2 separate regions of the Rattus norvegicus genome follow, and region 2 is linked to region 1. The links are chromatin contacts, called in public Hi-C maps. All regions are on one chromosome and are shown on one strand. Each heading gives the region's core, a stretch centred on a gene start, on an enhancer-like site or on the middle of the called end of the contact. The rest is flanking DNA. Distances are from core to core; before and after follow the strand shown.

Evidence for each region. Hi-C and Micro-C count contacts between places; a contact is called where the count stands out from the background.
Region 2: a Hi-C map of the A7r5 cell line shows a contact between it and region 1, with 4 times the contacts expected there. The contact joins two enhancer-like sites. A contact is called at or near these places in 6 of 12 Hi-C or Micro-C datasets (the A7r5 cell line, the Rat2 cell line, hepatocytes and 3 more).

Annotation. Positions count from the first base shown.
Region 1 is chr7:129,997,956-130,004,781 of GRCr8, reverse strand. LOC108351545 (a long non-coding RNA gene) reads right to left here. Exons shown (of 6, transcript XR_010053062.1): 4 at 4,271-4,466. Among named protein-coding and RNA genes, the nearest start is that of Slc38a4, 81 kb to the left of the region's middle. Within about 2 kb of position 3,546, at least 7 of the 93 cell types and tissues checked have an H3K27ac peak or open chromatin away from gene starts, as enhancers often do. A contact at or near this core is called in the A7r5 cell line, where this site is marked.
Region 2 is chr7:130,140,242-130,147,067 of GRCr8, reverse strand. All of the region lies in intron 3 of LOC102547634 (a long non-coding RNA gene), which reads left to right. Among named protein-coding and RNA genes, the nearest start is that of Slc38a4, 61 kb to the right of the region's middle. Within about 2 kb of position 4,302, at least 5 of the 93 cell types and tissues checked have an H3K27ac peak or open chromatin away from gene starts, as enhancers often do. A contact at or near this core is called in the A7r5 cell line, where this site is marked.

The DNA.
Region 1 (6,826 bases), core at 2,297-4,796:
TTACAGTTTCAGAGCTCCAGTCTGTTGTTACTATGGCGGGAAGTATGGTGCAGTCAGACATAGTGCTGGAGGAGCTGAGGGTTCTACTTCTTGATCCGAAGGCAGCCAGGAGGAGGTTCTGATTCCACACTGGGTAGAGCTTGCCCATAGGAGACCTCAAAGCCTGCCTATGCAATGACCCACTTCCTCCAACAGGGCCACACCTACAAAAAGGCCACACCTCCTAATAGTGCTACTGCCTATGGCCAAGCACTGATACATACAGACCTTTTCAAACCAGCACTGGAACACGCACTGGCACCGAAGAATTTGAAGATTCACACAAATGGTTGTCTTTTCCCTCTGGATGTTCAAGATAGCGACAAGACTCACATCCTCTGGTACTTCAGACTGTTCGGCATAAAAGAACCAGGCATAACCAATGACCATTCACATACAATCACAGAGAATGAGCATTTGGCGATGAGAAAACTTGACCTCAGCATAAAACAAGACGAGAGCAGTATTGTGGCTCGCCGGGAATGGAATGCATGCTTTCTTCCAAGAGAATGAGTCATCACTAGAGATGCTGAAGCAGAGACTTGAGGACCGCTGTCAACTCTTCTGCAGGTGAGACTTCTGCATTGGAAGATGGTGGGATAAAGAGAGGGGTTTGTCCTTGACTGACAACCACCGAGGATGGTTTTGCTCCTTCAATAGCCCAGATCTCTTAAATATTTTAAATGATTTCACAGAAACCCATGGAGTTAAACTCTTCTGTTTGTAAGGTTCTACAAAGCATCTTGGAAGTTATACATCTCAACCTCTTTTTTCTTTCTTTCTTTCTTTCTTTCTTTCTTTCTCTCTTTCTTTCCTTCTTCTTTTTCCTTTCTTCCTTCCTTTCTTCTTTCTTCCTTTCTTCTTTCTTCCTTCCTTCCTTCTTTCTTTCTCTTTCCTTCTTCTTTTTTCCTTTCTTCCTTCCTTTCTTCTTTCTTCCTTTCTTCTTTCTTTCTCTCTTTCTTTCTTTCTTTCTTTCTTTCTTTCTTTCTTTCTTTCTTTCTTTCTTTCTTTCTCTCTTTTATAGGTAATGAGGCCATGGCACAGTTGCTAGTTGCTTTTAAGGTCACATTGTTGGCAAGGTGTAGGTGGAATTTTGCTGACTTAATGATTCCTTTTTCTCACCATCCTTCTCCACCCCAATCCGTTCCAACCCCCTAAGGTAGGAGAGGAAGAAGGACAGAGGAGAAAGGGGGCATTGATCTCAATAGACTAATTCCTGCTGATTAACATCCTTGAGTTCCTTGGGGCAGTGTCCTCCCACCAGCCATTAGCAACCAGTGATTGCAGTGGGAGCAGCGGGGCAGCAGGGGCAAGGACAGGGGCAGCAGCGGCCACCACTCCTCTCGGGGCTCTAGCATTTTAAACCCTCTCAAGAGTCCCCAGAATTCCAAATGTCATACATTTGCAGGACTTATCTGTGGCTGGCAACCTCACGCCCCTGCCAGAACATGAGGCAAGCCATAGTCACCTGCTGAGGACACTCTAAAGCAGCCCCATATCCCATACCCGGGGTTAAAACAAAAACAGATTCCTGCAAGATTCTTGGGATTAAAGAAACCAACATTTCCACTATAGCAGGGGATAGAGCAGCAACATGAGCCTATGATCTGTAACTCCATTGTGAGCTCTTTCTGTCTGTTCTCCCCTGTCCTAACAATCCTAGACATACACCACATTGGTGACACTCCCAGGCCATGGCCCTGATTTGTTGGGAGCACGAAATTCCTTGTGCCGACAGATCCTCAGGGAAGCCAGGAGTGCTAAGCTCATGGAATTGTCTTCTACAAAGGAAAGAATGTAAACCCCATTCTTCCATCCAGAGGGCTGGGCATTGTGGGTAATTAACAGCCTGGCAATCTGTGTTATCTCTTGGGCCTGGTCTTATCAAGCTCTCACAACCAGAACCACGGTTAGCTAGTCTAAACAACCTTCACATTGCCGGTACAGCCAGGGGCTCCCTAAAAGTCTGAACTACCCTTACTTTATCTGTATAGCTCCCCTGAACTCCCACAACCAGGACCTTGATGCTATCTATCTGTGTGAACGAGACCAAGCCAGATCTTTCCTTAGGCTCTGAAATCTCTAGAGCCCATCTTCTTGGAACAAATGGCATGGTCTCTGAGTGCCGATGTAATTATGCCTCCTTGTGCACAGGGGGCTGTATTACACCAGAAAACCTTTTCCCCCCAGTCGGTACCAGGTTTAAGTATGCTTGCAATAAATCACCTGGTGTGAGAGACTCAGTCTAAGACAGGCTGAGTTTTCATTTTCAACTCTTCACAGATCATTTCACTGCTGGCTGTGACACCTGGAGGGATGCCTCCCCCAACCCCCTACCCCCTCACACTGATTATGTCATTGCTGTGATTAAAAAATGTTCAAAAGCTACCTGTGTTCTTTGAAGACATACTTAGAGTTTTCTATGGCAACATTTAAGACTAGATCTTGGGGCCAGAAGGACGGCTCAGTGGTTAATAGTACTGCCTGCTCTTGAAGAGGCCTGGGTTTCATTCCCAGCAAACGCATGACAGCTCATAGTCACCTGTGATTCCAGTTCCAAGGGGTTTGATGACCTCTTCTGGCCTCCTCAGGAACTGGCCAATCCACAGTATGTATTTATGTACACACACACACACACACACACACACACACACACACACATACACACACACATATGATTAGTTCTGCTTGATTTTATCTCGCACTATGAAGTCTCGATCCTATTTCTCCACTCTACATTCTCTCCATTTAAATATGGTTGGTTTGATGAAAAATAACTGCAATTTTCAGACTAATTCTTGCCACGTTGCCACGTTTTTCTTTTGTAGGGTTTCCTGGTCATCTGGAGTTGAACAGCATGGGACAAGCCTCCGTTTAACAAGTTGGTGTTGCGGCAATTTCTTACTGCGTTTAGAGAAAAACCAGTGTCTTTCCGAGGGTGTGTACAGTCAGCCTCAAAGGCTGATGCTTTCTTCCATCGCCACGCCCTGTGCGCCTCCCTCACCTCGTTTAGGGGCTGGATTTCGTGACCCACTTTTAATAGCTTTTAATAGCTTCAGTGCAAACGAGGAGGAATTACTTCTATGAGTCGGTTATAAAAAGACTGCACCTTCTAACTCTGGGAGCTCTCCCAGTTGCTCTTGCTCTGGGAAGCACGCTGCCATGCTATAAAAAAAAAAAAAAAAAAAAACTTTTGGAGAGACGTATGTGGCAAGAGAAATGATACCTCTGTCAGACAGACAGACGGCAAAGACCCGAGGCCTGCCAAAAGCCCTGAGATTGATTTAACGTCAGCCACCTTCACTTCAGCCTTAGGGGACCCTGAACCTAAAGCACCCACTACTTAGATCCCTCCTTGCGAAACGGAGGGGGTAGAATTGATTGTTTTGAGCTGTGAACCCGGAGGGCAGATTTGTCACTCAGTGGTGGATGAGCGGGCCCAGTAGGAGGACCTTTACTTTAATCTTCATGACTTAGCTTACAGTTCTATGAGTCAGTCGGGTTATTGTCTTGGCACGGGCGAGTTCTTTTCTGATCCTCCCTGAGCGCTTTAGGGATCTGCGGCAAACTATTGATTTTGAGGGTGACTTTACGACCCTGGATGGCTCTATGCACACCTAACGGCTAGTGCTCGCTGGCTAGTGGTCACCACCCCACCCCAGTCATCTGACACCTTCAACAACTTTAACATGGTGGTTCCTGTTCTCCTGGGGTGTGTCTTGGTGTTGCCAACACAGCGAGAAGGGGAGCACCAACATAGAAATGCTCTGCCAGCTCCTGCTTATACCTGGGCTGCTGACGGCCTATTTGTCAAAGTGAGTCACATGACCAACACAGACTCAAAGTGTGGGGATACATACTAACCCTCATTAAAGGGGGATATGCTATGTCACACTATACAAATGAAGAGAATGAGGGGGAAATTTGGGGGGTTCGTTTAAATAATCTACCATACAGAGAAAATCTGAAGAAAATAACAAATAGTGTTTCATATTTCCTTCTATTTCCTAAGACAATCCAAGTATCCCCAAGCACTTAAGAATAAACTGGGAAGGGCCCATAGAAAAGGAAACCAGGCTGCTCGTCTGTCCTAAGTGTGTGCAGGTCTCCTGGTGATTCATCACTCAGCTTTAGTGCTGACAGGAGCTTGTGGAGGGAGCTGGGAGCCTCTGTGACTCTCTCGGGAACCATACGTGCTGTCCTCACTTCCTCTCAGGTTTTACATTGTTACCTGATCAGTTTTCTCTTCTGGCTTCTTGTTCAACCTCTCAGGTGCTCACACGGGTTCCCCGTCAGTCCTCTCCACGTGACCAGGCTGGCTTCCACTCTACGCAGCGGCATCTCTGTTTCATATCCATGACTACTGGGACAGTAGGTTCCAGCCACCTCTAGAGGAGCGGACCAATGAAATAGTTTTTCAACTCACCCTAAGGGGCAGGGTGGGGGAGGGGAGGGAAGAAGCAACATAAGTGACATTCAATATATTTCTCTAACCTTGTAAAGGCAAGGTTTCCTTTAACTCTCCACCCCCAGCCCCCTTTCTAAATACTTATTTATTTTACGTGCGTGTGTGTGTGTGTGTGTGTGTGTGTGTGTGTGTGTGTGTGTTGTGTGAGAGTGCGTGCTCGGGCTGGAGAGATGGCTCAGCAGTTAAGGGCACTGACTGCTCTTCCAGAGGTCCTGAGTTCAAATCCCAGCAACCACATGGTGGCTCACAGCCATCTGTAATGAGATCCGATGCCCTCTGCTGGTGTGTCTGGAGATGGCTACAGTGTACTCATACACATAAATCTTTAAAGAAAATGAAAATAGCGTGTGTGTGCGTCTCGTCTGCAAGTGTGTCTGTGTACTACTTGTATGCCTGGTGAGTGAAAAGGCAAGAAGACACCGTCAGAACCTCCTGGAAATCACTAGTGACTGTAAGCCACCATGAGGATGCTGAGAACTGAGCCTGGGTCCTCTGCAAGAATGGTAAATACCTTTAACTTTAGCCCTGCAGAAAGACTCTTATAGGATATCCACATAGGTCACACTGTATAAGCAAGACGGTAAACATATAGATTAAATAGAATCTGTAAAACAAAAATGATATGGAATCCAACATAATAGCTATGTTTTGGATAATGTATGCTGCATATTTTATAAGCTTGTTATGTGCCGGACTTTTGTGTGCTGTTTAATTACAAAATGCAAGATAAAGTGTTTGTACACTTCCAGAAGGTGACGCCTAGCTGGTAGTTTCTTGTTCATCAGTCCACATCTGCTTCTAATACCTTACCAAAGCCACCAGCATTCCCTAGGACACTGCAGACCTTTGAAGGACCCAGCCTTCCTCCCTCACCCCATCCCTTCGTGTCAGTTGCCAATGCCAAAGGGCATTCTCTACCCGGGAACCCTCTGGTTACGCTGGCCTGGGCATCAGGTAGGAGAGCTTCATTCTCCTCCCTGTTCTCCACTGCAGATTCCTCAGTGTCACCCGGGCCCTGCAGCAGGCCACCTGCGCAAACCTGGCTTCCCTCTCTGACTTCACTCCCTGTGGGATCAGCAGATTCCCCTGGCAGAAGCAGCTCTCCTCCTTCCTGTGGACCCTCGCCCCCTCCTAGTCTATCCTCAGTCCTTCCCATCAGTTCCTAATACCTAGAAACAGATTCTACCCCAGATCCCCAGAGCCCACGCCTGCCAGGGACTCAGAAGCACTCTGTCCAAGGCAATCCACACCAACACTAAGACCAGGGACAGCAACGGGAACCAAAGAACACCTAAGCATGGAGACGTGTGTGTGTGTGTGTGTGTGTGTGTGTGTGTGTGTGTGTGTGTAATGTGTGTGTATGTGTGTGTATGTGTGTATGTAGAGTGTGTGTGTGGTGTGTGTGTATGTGTATGATGTATACAATGTATACAGTGTATACAATGTATATAATGTAGATGATGTTTACAATGTGTATGTATATGTGTATATGTACATGTACATGTATATGTATATATCCAGAATTACAATCATCCCAAACTGAGGTTCCTGGACACCAGCATAAAAACACAATAATATCCAGGACATTGTGGCTCCACCGGAACCCAGAAGCCCCATTAATGAGGACCCAAGAAATGTAATGGAACTGACAAGACAAGACCTTCAAAGCATCTATTATGAACATGTTCAAGGTCTTTAAAAGGGATACGGTGAAAACACAGACGCGTACTGGAATGAAATGAAGGAAGCCACTCAAGACACGGAAGCAGAAATAGACTCACTGAAGGAAACCAAACCTTGGGGAAACTGGGCGTGAAAACTTTAGGAAGGAAAAAATAGAGCAAAGCCCCACCAGCAGAAATCGAAAGATGTCAAGGAGGGTTGGGCACAGCAGACAAGATGGACGAAATGGACAGCCCAGTTGTGTTAGTCAGGGTTTACTGCTGTGAACAGACACCATGACCAAGGCAACTCTTACAAGGACAACATTTCATTGGGGCTGGCTTACAGATTCAAAGGGTCAGTCCATTATCATCAAGGTGGGAACATGGCAGTATACAGGCAGGCATGGTGCAGGAGGAGCTGAGAGTTCTACATCTTCATCTAAGGCTGCTATCTGAATACTAGGATGAGGGTCTTAAAGCCCAAGCCCACAGTGACACACCTACTCCAACAGGGCCACACCCCCTCATAGCGCCACTCCCTGGGCTGAGCATAAACAAACCATAACACCAGTCAAAGAAAATCTTAAATTAAAAAAAAAAAACAAAAACAAACCAGATACTCAGGAAATCTGAGACAGTATGAAAAAGACCAGTT
Region 2 (6,826 bases), core at 3,053-5,552, 140 kb before region 1:
GTCTTTTCTTTCCTCTCCTTTCTCGCCTCATTCCTTCTTCCCTCCTAAATCTGATGAAAATTGCCTTTCATTCAAGGCAATACTGACTTTTTTCTAACACACACCAAAGACATTTCCGGGCTTCCCCATTCCCCAGTTCTGCAGCCACCTCCACAGTTTTAGGTGTTTGTTACCTCAGTACACCCTTCGCAGTGGTTTCTTCCTTCATCTGTGTAAGCTGCCGTGGCGAAGCTTACAAATATCATCGAGCTGACTCTTACAGGTCCGGAGGCTGGGGAGTCCGAGCTGGGAGAGTTGGTACCTGGTGAGGACGTCTCTTCACGGTCCTCACATAGTAGAAAGTGGAGGGATTCTGGGACCCTTTGGTCATGACATCACCCACATGACTTCATCGCTTTTCAAGGGCTTAGCCTTCTTATTCCGGCTGCCATCTTGGAAGTTTAGACCTTTGCATGGCTTGGGGGAAAGGCAGAAACATTGAGATGATATCAGTTGGGGGAAACTGGGATTACGGGTCTCTTGCCTTTTATAAAGGGAGGGAGGGGTACAGTGAGAGAGGGGTGTGTGGGGGGAGAGAGAGGGGGGGAAGGAGAGTGAGGGAGAGTGAGAAGGGGGTGGTAGGCTCTGACCACATTTGTTGTGTAAAACTAAGGATTCAAAAATTGTGGGTGTTTCTTGCCAACATACCCAGGTGGGGAACTCAGTCATTTTTGCATATGTTCAAATATTAAATTTTCAAATATTCCCATTTGTGGAAATAGCCATAGATGAGGCGGGGTCTATTTGGTGGTGGTAGGGTTTTTTTGTTTGTTTGTTTTTGTTGTTGTTGTTTTTTTGTTTTGTTTTGTTTTTTTGTTTTGTTTTGTTTTGTTTTGTTTTTGTTTTTGTTTTTTGGTGCTTGGGTCCTTTGTCAGGACTGGGGTGGAAACTGCCAAGTTTATGAGTCCAAAACCACATCTACTATGAAAAGTTACTGTGTAGGAACAGACTGCTTACAGGGCTTCTCTTCCACCTTGCTTCCAATCCCAAGGGGACTCCGCATAACTTTGGTGTGAATGCAGCCCTTCTTCCTGTAGACACTTGCAGCCCCATTCCCAGTCCTTCCTGTCATCCCCAGATACCTAGAAACACTTTCCATCTGGGACCCATAGTGGCCACACCTGGCAGGCACTTGGGTAGGTGAGTCACTCTGTCCTTCTTGTCCTTCATTACAATCTCCCCCTCACCCTATGACAACAAGCTTACTGCTGCTCCTACTCCTGCCTCAACACCATTCGTTGGAGACCCTGACTCTTTTTTCAACTCAGGGTCCTTGTCAGCCTCCCATCCCTGTTTCCACAGATTATTCTTTGCTTTACTGCGACCTACTTCCCTGGTGACACCACCTCTTGGTGTGGATAGGATTTCTTAGCACTTTCCAGATGCCTCTCAACCTTTTCCTCCTTTGCTGTCTGCCACCCACAGACCTGCAAAGGCAGTCTGTGTGTGGCAACCAAGAGCTATCATACTACCCTAAGATCCTGAGAGGGCAGCAGACATCAAGGAACAGGGTAAAAGTAACCTTTATTTAGCAGATGTAACTGTTGTCTTAGAGGCTGAAGGAAGCTCACCCTTTCTAGCTCTTTCTGAATTCTGAGTGGCCGGTTCAACTCAGCCGTTCCAGCTCAAACTGCCCTCCAAGACTGACCCCAAACTGGGACACAAAGCAAGTCTCAACAGTTATAAGAAAACTCAAATAACACCCTGCATTCTATCTGGCTATGGTGGATTAATGCTGGATATTAACAATAGAAGATGTGCAAACTCATGGAAACTGAACAATTCATTACTGAATGGAAAAGGGATCAAGACAGAAATTAAGGGAATTTAAAACTTTTTAAATTTGGATGAAAAGGGAAATACAACATACCCAAGCCTGTGGGACACAATGAGGCAGTTATAACATGCAAGCTCATAGCACTAAGTTGCCTACATTAGAAGGAGGAGAAGGAGGAGAGAAAAGAAAAAAAGAGGCAAGACCTCATAGTAACAACTCGATAGCTCACTTGAAAACTATAACAGATAGGAAAAATACCACCCAAAGTGAGTGAATGGTAAGAAATAAACTCAGAACTGAAATCAATGAAACAGAAGCAGAAAACAGCAGCAACAACAAAAATTACAAACTATCAATGAAGAGTTGGTTCTTTGAGAAAATCAGTAGGACTGATGAACCTTTAGTTAAACTGACAAAAGATGGAGGGAGAAGATAAAAATAATAAAATTAGAAATGAAGGGGGGGTGTCAACAGACAATGAAGGAATCCAGAGAATCATAAACACATACTTTAAAAATCTTTACTTCCACCAAACTGAGAAACCTAACAGAAATAAATTTCTTAATATATATGACCTACCAAAGTTAAGTCAAGATCAGATCAGCAACTTAAAAAGACCTACAAATTCTAGTAAAATAAAAACAGTAGTTAAACATGTCCCAACCAAAAGCCCAGGGCCAGAAGATTCAGCTCATAATTCTACCAGATTCTCAAAAGAGAATTAATGCCAATACTCCTCAAATTTTTCTTCAAAATGGAAGCTGAAGGAGCATTGTCTATTTCTTTTTATAAGGCTATAATTATCCTTATACCTAAAATGCACAAAGAAGAAAGAAAAGTACAAACCAATATGCTTTATAAACATTGAAGCAAAAAACTCAGTAAAATACTTGCAAGCCAAATACAAGAACACATCAAAGGTTATCCACTATGATTAAGTTTGCTTTGTCCCAGAGATACACAGGTGGTTCAGCATATATAAACCTATAAATGTAATCTGTAATCTGCCATATAGATAGACTGAAAGACAAAACTACATGATCGTCTCATTAGATGCAGTAAAGGCCTTGACAAAAGCCAACATCCCATTATAATGAAAGTCCTGAAGAGAATAGGAATACAAGGGAAATGACTCAATATAATAAAGGCAATATACAACAAACCTACAGCCAACATCAGGCTAAAAAAAAGAAGAAACTCAAAGCATGCCTACTAAAGTCAGGAACAAGACAACACATTCAGTATAGTACTTGCAGTCTTAGCTAGAACACTAGAATAACAAGGAGATCAAGGGGTTACGAATTCTTTCTGTCTCTCTTTCTTCCTTCCTTTCTTTCTTCCTTCCTTTCTTTCTTTCTGTCTTTCTTTCTCTGTTTTGAGACATTTTTCTCTGTGTAGCCCTGGCTGCCCTGGAATATAGGCCATGCTGGCTTCAAAGTCAAAGATCAGCCTTCCTCTGCTTCCTGAGTGCTGGATTAAAAGTGTGCACCATCTCTTAGCCTACAAATAACTTTATTTGCATATGACATGATTTTGTATATGAGACATCAAAACTCCACCAAGAAACTTCTACCACTGATAAACACTTTTCAGCAAATTAGCAATTAGATAACAAAATCAACTCAAAAACCAGTAGCCTTCTTATATACAAATGGCAAATGGACTGAGGGAGAAATCATGGGAAAAACACCTCTCAACAATATTTTGTTGTAGCCCTAACCAAACAATTGAAAGACCTGGATATTAAAAACATTAAGGCATTTGAAGAAGATACCAGAAGATGGAGGCATCCCCCATGCTCATGGGTTGGTAGGATTAATACAGTGGAGATGTCCCACCATAAGCTATCTACAGATTTGATGCAATCCCTATCAAAAGTCCAATACAATTCTTCACAGAAATTGAAAGGACTATTTTCAGCTTGAATGAATGATGCTGGGCTGCATGTAGAAGAATGTAAACATCCATTCTTCCCACCCTGCACAAAAATGCAACTCCACATGGGTCAAGGATCCTGAACCTTGTAGAAGAGAAAGTGGGAAATACTCTTGAACTCATCGACGCAGAGAAAGACCTTCTGAGCAGACCACTGATAACACGGGCACTAAGACAACAGTAAGTGGGACATCAGGAGACCGAGAAGCTCTAAGTCAAAGGATACCATCATTCCAACAAACTGGCAGGTTATAGAATGAGAATACATCCTTACCAATGATATATCTGATAGGGTTAATATCCAAAATAAATTAAAAAAAATCTAGACGCCAAGAAAACAACCCGATTTTAAAAGGGGCCCAGAAGTAAACAGAGAGGTCTCAAAAAGATGAGACACAAATGGCTGAGAAGCACTTAAGGAAATGTTCAACATCCTTAGTCATCTGGGAATGCAAATCAAAACAACTCTGAGATTCCACCTCACACCAGTCAGAACAGCCAAGATAATAAAACAAATGACAGCTCATGCTGGCAGGGATGTGGAACAAAGCAATACTCATACCCATTGCTGGTGGGAGTGCAGGCTTGTATATCCACCACGGAACTCAATGTGGTGGTTCCTGAGGAAGCTTGGAATATATTTACTCACGATCCAGCTGTCCCACTCGTGGGCACGCACCCAAGGGACTCGACATCCTATGTCACAGACACTTGGACATCCATGTTCATGGCTGCTCTTGATTACAGCCAGAAATCTGAAACAGTCTCGATGTCCCAGCAGAGGAGTGGACAATAAAAACGTGTTATGCTTTCACAATAGAACATCAATCAGCTTTATAAACAAAATCATGAGATTAAAATAAAAAAAGCAAAATCACAGTCAATTAATGAAGCTAGAAAAGAAATCGTCCTAAATCCAAAAAGACAAACATGGCCTGTGCGTTCTTATATGCAATGTTAGCTTTTAAGCCTTCAACAGTTATGCTTCAATCTGTATAACCACAGAGGTTAGGTAGGGTAGGGGACAAGGGGAGGAGAGGAACGAAGAGGAAGCAGAATAGTTAAGAGACAGGGAAGACTGGGATGGGAGGATTCAAAAGACAAGGGGTAGGAGAACGTGGGTAAGGGAGGGGAAAGGAGGGACAGCTAACACTAAGGGCCATTTGCCAGGCCAAATGGAGACATAACACAGTAAAAAACTATTCAAAACTTGTACCTACATGAAAAAACATAGGTGTAGCCAGCAAACAAAGGTGGAGACAAAGCCCCCGCTAGATATCTTTTGCTACAAAAGTGTGAGAGACCTCGGAACACTCAGTTCTAAACTGAACGTCTTCATCAACTGGACACTATTCAGAGAGTAGGAGACCTTGAAACACTCAGTCGTAAATGGGATGTCTTCATCAAACCCCTCTCCTCGGGGCTCAGGGAACTATCCAGAAGAGGAGTTGGAAAGACTGTAAAAGCTGAAAAAGATGAATGATACCAAGGATATTGTGTCTTCCAGATGCAACAGGGCCGACACATGAACTCACAGGCACTGTGACAGCATGCACAGGGCCGCACAGGTCCAAACCAGACAAAGCCCCTGTGGTGAGACTGGAGAGTAGACATGAACCCCCATCACTAATAAAGAAGCTATCCTCCCCTGACATCTACTTATACGGGAAAATTTGTTTTCTCCAATGGAGTCTCATTTGTTTTCTCCAATGGAGTCTCGCTGGGCACACAAACCACGCTGGAGGTCAGGCCCCATGCCCAGCAGTGGATGCCCAGCAGGAGACCAGCTCAGCGGCCTCTCAGGTGGTTGTTTTGTTTTGTAATGCGTCTTTGGGCATCTTTGGTGTGGTCTCTTGCAGGTGTGTTATGGTCTCTGATTACGTACTTTTACAAGTTTCACTTTGTGTTCTTTTGTGTGTTTCTTAGGCTTTTTCTTTCTTTTAATTAACTAATTATTTTTTTGTCTGTCTGTTTTCTTTTTTTTTTTTTTTGGTTCTTTTTTTCTGGAGCTGGGGACTGAACCCAGGGCCTTGCGCTTCCTAGGCAAGCGCTCTACCACTGAGCTAAATCCCCAACCCCGCCTGTCTGTTTTCTAAAGAGAGAGAGAGAGAGAGAGAGAGAGAGAGAGAGAGAGAAGGAGTGGAGTTGGGTGGCTGAAGAGCTGGAAGGACCTTGGAGAAGAGGGAGGGAAACACTCAGGATATATTGTATGAAAAAATTATTTAAAAAAAAACTCTACGCAAAGGGAATGCAGAAGACGAAGCTTCTGTGATTGTTAAGGATAAACCCCGCTCTCCTTCCTAGATGGGAGGAAGGTGTGCTCAAGGCGGGACCTCACCATCAAAATTTAGGCAAAGGGTGTGTGAATAATGAATAAGCTTATACAGCTAGCTTTATCTAATTTTTATAGGTGTGTAAATTAAATCCCGTGTATTTTAAAGTAGCAAGAATATCTCTTACATCGAAAAAGAATCCGTGTTTTATTCCTTTGGGGGAGTAGTCTTGAAAACTGCCCGTTCTTTCAAATTCCCTTGGCCCTTAGTACAATAGGAATTAAGCACACTAGTCATCAGATACATTTGTTGAACTGTTCTACTTAGGAAACGTGGCTTTTTTCAAATTATTTTCTGAGGGAAAGGATTTCTATAACTGGAATTTCTTCTCTGTTTACTTCTGTTTAAAACCAAAACAAATCATTCCGTTATCAGGAGATATAACAAGTAAATTTTACTGCTACCCATTACAAATAAGTAAAACCCTCTCCCAAGTATCCCTGAGTAGTAGTGCATGAAATTGTCAAAGAAGCAGCCGGTGTTGATATTGTCCCCATGACTGGCGTAGAAGTGGAGACAGAGAGAGACTAAGCAGCTGGCTTGAACTCCCTTGGTTCCTCCTGAGTGACCGCTTGGACCTGAACCCATGCACTACGGTTGCACACGATCTTAAGCAACTCCACAGTCACTGGCCAAGGCTGTCCTGGTACCCAGTCAGCTCAGAACCTGTGTTGTTCATACTTGAATGAATAGTGAGAGTTACATGTGCCCGGTAGTCCACCAACCCTATTCCAGGTCTGAT